2 separate regions of the Gasterosteus aculeatus genome follow, and region 2 is linked to region 1. Evidence: chromatin contacts called from public Hi-C data. All regions are on one chromosome and are shown on one strand. Each heading gives the region's core, a stretch centred on a gene start, on an enhancer-like site or on the middle of the called end of the contact. The rest is flanking DNA. Distances are from core to core; before and after follow the strand shown. Region 1 overlaps snap23.1 (synaptosome associated protein 23.1). Region 2 holds the start of sptb (spectrin, beta, erythrocytic).

The links. A called contact is a pair of places that touch in the nucleus more often than the background predicts.
Region 2: a Hi-C map of skeletal muscle shows a contact between it and region 1, with 3 times the contacts expected there. The contact joins the promoter of sptb here to the enhancer-like site in region 1. A contact is called at or near these places in 2 of 6 Hi-C or Micro-C datasets (both in skeletal muscle).

The regions. Positions count from the first base shown.
Region 1 is chr15:11,691,240-11,694,124 of fGasAcu3.hap1.1, reverse strand. snap23.1 (synaptosome associated protein 23.1) reads right to left here. Exons shown (of 8, transcript XM_040200515.2): 3 at 122-163. Among protein-coding and RNA genes, the nearest start is that of snap23.1, 5.5 kb to the right of the region's middle. Within about 2 kb of position 1,499, at least 3 of the 9 cell types and tissues checked have open chromatin away from gene starts, as enhancers often do.
Region 2 is chr15:11,733,036-11,735,920 of fGasAcu3.hap1.1, reverse strand. It overlaps sptb (spectrin, beta, erythrocytic), which reads left to right and starts at 1,414. Exons shown (of 37, transcript XM_040200513.2): 1 at 1,414-1,863. stard9 (StAR-related lipid transfer (START) domain containing 9) reads left to right here. Exons shown (of 32, transcript XM_078089661.1): 32 at 1-568.

The DNA of each region.
Region 1 (2,885 bases), core at 250-2,749:
GTGTAATTACTACAAACAAAAAGCTAAATAGCCTTAAGCAAAACCGTCCAGGTGGTATTATGACTTTCCTCAAACACAACTGCAGATTATTTTGTATCGGTACAAATTGTCAAAGTCTCACCTCTTCTGCCATTTGCAGCATCCTCCGTGTGCTTTCCAGCGACTGTACAGAAGAAACAACAACAGGCGTTGGCGAATAAAAACATGGAAGTAAAATAAATAAAAATGGCAATAACCAAAACAACACATAGATTCATCCATTTTTAAGTCACTGCTGGTTTGACGTTTGTGGACATCAAAACCCAGAGAGCATCAGTGCTCACTTTGTACAACACACTGAACTAGGGAGGATTCGGTCCTCTCAAAAACGGCTTTTGGAAAGAATAACAGAATAGTACATTTCAATGTGGTCTCCACGGTTTGCAGTGATTATGGCTTATGCAGCTCACATAAAAAGGCAGAAAAGAATAATGAAGAAACCGTCTGATTCAAAGCGAGCAAAGTGCTGGATCCAACAAGTAATCAAAATTACATCAGTTGGCCCTTTTCACGTCAGCCATTATGGCACGTAGCATCAGCAATGGCCCTCATCCCATTTAGTGCGTCGGCAATACCTGAGCACCAGCATATCTAAGGCTTAATTAATGTAATTAAATGGCACCCGGGTTTAATCTGCAATGAAATGTCAGGATGGCAGTGGAACATTTGTACATCACTTCCTTGCAGTGCCCCCTCCACCCCCCACCACCCATCGTGGATACAACTAAATGAATTTGATGAGACCACTAATTAAACATTGAGTAATTTGATTTCAGTGACCAGAGTAGTTTCCAATCGAATAAACCCAAGAATATATATGACGGCAAACCCAAAGTGGAGGACAAGGGAATGCTTTATCATCAACATACATTGTTTAATTGTTGAAGTAAATGTATTTCACGATCGGCTCATTGTTTCAGCTCTAAAGCTTAAATGATTTGTTCAAGACTCTACACAAGATCCAGATTGTTAATGACTTTTAATATCCGCTAGTTTCTAAGATATTGACTGAACAAAACCAGGCATCACGAATATAAAACCTGCCCTTTTAGATGTTTTTGTACTGCATTTTTTTGTATTTTCTGACATTGTGGACCAACCAATGAATCGTTAAATAAGAGTTGTGAGCCGCGTTTAGAAAACTCATCCATTGACTGACTGACGGCAAATGAATCGAACTATTTGGACAAATAATTAAATCACTAGTTATTTTTATGGGAACCAAACCAGAAGAAAATATTCTTTATTAATGCCTTGCAATGGGGAGTATTACCTGTTCTTGAACGTGCATATTAAAACCCTCTGTGATTACGCAGTATGGATTTAGGACACAGCTACGGTTTTCTTGGACTAAACTGACACAAAAAGTTAAAACACACACACACACACACACACACACACTCACACACAGGAATGCAGCCCGTTCAGGTGAGTTGGGCCTTTGTGTCTCTATTAATAGCTGGCGCAGAGAAGAGGAGCAAAGCGCGGAAGTGACTCAGGGCACGACTCCATTGTTACCGTCCCCGATTAGCTGCTAACAAGAGAGAGCGGGGACCCGATTCCTCATCCGCTCCCTCTGCTGTGTTTGCTCTGAACACATTAAATCAGCGAGTTGAGAACCAGACAAACATGGAATTGGCGAGCGGGACGCGTTGAGCTCAGCCATGTTTTTGTTGTCTTGGTCAGAACATCGCTTGGGCGGATGAACACTCTGTGCCCACTGAAACTTGCCTAATTAAGCCCGAAATCGCTGACGCAGCCAAATCTTCCAGATTGTGGTGCCGTGACAGGTCTTTGGGATACAGACTAGTGGTATTTTTATCATTTGTTTGGGATGGCTTAAATGGAGGTACAGTTAGTGGAGATAAAGGAGAAGCCACCTGAACTACCGGACATGGACACCAGCCTCCAAATGAATGACAGCGCTTGTGATACGACTTCCTGAAAACAATCTTATCGTAACAAATTCAGATGTTACCCAGATACATAGAAAAGCGTGCTGCGAGTGGTTACCCAGAAGCCAAAGTGTTGGGAAACATTAGCAGAAGGACCCGCCCATGCACGCCCGTCCCTTCTATGAGCTTCAGCCGACCAGGCAGCAGTAAAAAAGGAAGAAAGAAGAGAAAATGCAGGTTAAGTCAGAAAGCTCAAATGGATAAACACGTTAAAAAAAAAAAGAAAAACACAGACAACTGGTACAGTCAAGATGACAGGAAGGGGAGGTGCAAAGCTACCAGCTTAGCAGGAATAAGTCCATTTGAATCAGATGGACGTATCGTGCCCTGGATGCTGATGAAACAATTATCTCCTTAATAATAAAATGCTTTGGTATAGCTGAGGGGAGGGGGGGGGGGTGTGTCAGGCTAAATTAAGTTAAAGCCTCAGACGCATCCTATTAATGCTTAGCATAATAATCACCTGCACACCCAACAAATCTCATTAGCCACCCACTGCTCCTTCAGTGATCCTGCATATATTTAAACAAACCCCACAATTGCATGCGTGTTATTTTTTCGACGTGTTAATGGGTGACCCAACATGTGCAGCCTTCAATGTGGTTGTGGCTAAAATGACTATTTCCCCATAAGAATAGCACACTGAGAAACTGAACGTAGAATGGATCACGGTGTCCGTACGTGTTAATTAGTGAGCTTTAGGAGACGCTGATGGGAGGATCAGATGGACCGGAGACAGAACGCAGCTAGCCGCTCACGCCAGTTTCCCCCCATACAGCCACGATAACAGACTGCTCACTATAGCTGCTTATTCGGCCGGAGGACATTCAATCTATTTCTTCACAAGGTAGCAAATGAGAAAAATGTCCAATTATTCCTTTAAGATTTTGC
Region 2 (2,885 bases), core at 165-2,664, 42 kb before region 1:
TTTTAAGGCCTTTTGTTCTCACCTCTTTTTGAAGTATGTGGTATTTACTTTGTTCCACTCGCCTTTTATGCTTAGAACGCTGTTGATTTGTGTTTGTGTAGTCGTCATGGGGTTATTATTTTACGAGCAGTGCTGTTTTATTAATGTTACTTATTAAAAAGTGATTTGTTTGTGACGTTCAGTGTTGAAGCTATGCAGCGGTGATCAAAGGCAGGACTGAGCTCGGCCGCGTCCTGAGATGAAGCCATATTATTTACAGTAGTTGAAGGTCCACAACTGTTTTGGCAGCAATCAGATTGTGATTAAAGATCCAAAGAGGTAAAAGACACAAATACTGAAGACAGTGAGTGAAGGAACATAAAACAATTGTTTTATACAGAGTTCTTTTTTAAATGTCTATATATTTGTACGTGTTCATTTCATTTTGTAAAAAGCTTTGTTATTTATGTTTTGATGATGTGTTGTAAGTGTATCTTATTATAAACAACTTGCTTCCTGAATCTTATAAGATGTTATGTTGCCCGTGTGTTTGGCCGTTTTATACAAATACAAAACATTTTTAAAGTGATTTGTTGTTTTATGCATTTTTTAATCCCCTGTTTGTGTGGCCTGCTGCCAGCACGGTCTTTAAGCATCTGCAGTGCCTGGGAATCTTAAATCTTCCTTAAATCATTTGCAATTAGACTAAGTAGACTTCAGAGAGTATTGAGCTTCTGTTCTCCAGACAGATTGACATCAGCATTAAAGATTCACTGTATCGAAAACTGCCAAGTACCAAAAAGTGACAGTGAATACTCAGATTTCAATCTTCTTTTTCCATTTTTCCGTTTATTCTTCAAAACGTCTTCAAAACGTCATTGTCTTCTTTTGACCAACATTATTTGTTATTTTGGGATCTAAACTTAAAAAATATCCAACCACTCATTCTAACTATGTGCCCCTTTTTTTATAATGTAGCTTTTTTTGTCCCTATAATCCACCATAACATAGTTTCATGTAAAAATCTAATAATGGACCAAATTATTTTATTCATACGTGTGTGTATATTTTATGGGGGAACTGTTTACAACTCCGACACCAATACAAGGATCCAAACAATATGTATTTCAGAATGTGTTGGCCTGTGTTTCTTTTAAAGAAACACCGTATTCTGGAAAGTAAGTCAAATCAGTCACAAAAAATACACTATTTCCTCATAAGTTGCAGAAGAACAGCGGTGTGATGCAGCATAAAATAACGGGTTAAAAATAGCTTTACTAAATGTACTTAATTCATTTTATATTTCTCCTTTCAGATGTTCTGACGTGTGTGTGGACTCTGGTGACGCTGATAGAACGTGAGGGTCTCCCTCCGCGCGCGGGCCTCACTTTCTCTGCGAGTGGCGCGCCTGATAACGTTTACGCACGCGCACGCACACACACACACACACACACACACACGCAGGTATTGAGTTGCATTTGTTACCACCAGCAGGGTCCCGGTGGGTGTTCTGTGTGTGATTAGGGGGGCACACAACGCGCCACAAGTGTCTCTGGCACTCAAGAGTCAGCCGCTCTTGTCAGGAATGTCCGTCCCCTCGCGCGCGCGGATCATGTATGCGCCCGCTTTATTTTTAACCCGGCAGGGTGGGTCAGTCTGTGGCTGCCGGGAATGACCGTAGCCCCTCTCCCCTGGTCCGTACAGCCGTCCCCCACCCCCGTCCCCCCACCGCCCCCTCGCGCCCGCGCAGCACCGTGTCCGCCTCGCGCTGTGGAGATCGAACCTCGACCCCCTCCCGGCTGCTTCCATGGGATTCTAATTGGTTAGTTGGCAGGGAGAAGGCTCAAGGTAAACACTTTCGGACGGGACATCAACCAGAAGCAAGTAAGTGTAAAGTGAAAGCCGAGTTAGTTGTTTGTTAATTGAAATGATTAATCTTTGGCCAAATGGTTCCCGTCGGCGGTCACCGGACGGGGGCTCGTTCCGTTGGCCGCTGTTCTGCTGTTTGCGGTGCACTTAAAAAGTCTCCTCCGGTGCACCTGTTGGTCCGGGCCGCCCCGTTTCCCAAACGCGTTCACACTTAATTATGTTTTAAATGACGCGCTCTGCTATTAAAACGGCTCCTTTTTAACTCGAGTAGAACTTCGTTTCGGGGGTTATCAGATTGTCATCTTTTTGCGTGAAGTCGCTCGTTGGAAAATGCGCACTGTGACGTCACGGCGCATGTCCCGGCGTGCAAAAGTGCGCTCGCCAAAGGTTTTCCTCTGACCCTCAGTGGAGAAAGTATTTATTTACTTTATTCCAGTACAAGTGTGAGTGCTGCACTATAGAATGTACTACTATAGTATACACATACGTCCTTCAAAGTAAAAGTACACAATTAGTACCTACTTTAAAGTTCTATATTCAGAAAAAGGTTACACTACTATTACTTTGTTGGATGATTATTATTAACACTATTTGCTGTTACCTTTGCTATTATTACTGATCTGGTGGATGTTTTATTTGATATTTTAATCAGTAACAGTTTTTCATACTTTAAATGCCGGTCATTTATTTTTGTAGAATTACAATCTGTGAAGTAACAAAATCTGTCCAATGGATGTAGTGGAGTTAAAACCACAAAAGGCATATTTCCCTTTCCAATACAAAATGTGAATACTACTTCAAAGGATCCACTTATATTTCACCACTTATTGGAGCCTCGGCCCGGCATCAGGATTTCCTCTGCTTTTCTCTCGTCAAGCACCTAATGTAATAATAATAATAATAATGTGCTTATTCCGTGCTCGATGAGACGGGTCTGCTGGCCTCTGGAATAACGGAGAGCAGAAGAGACGCTCCCCCCTGGTTCCCCTTAAAAGGACAAGCGTGTGAGCGTGTCTCCATGTCTGGACCAGCCGCGA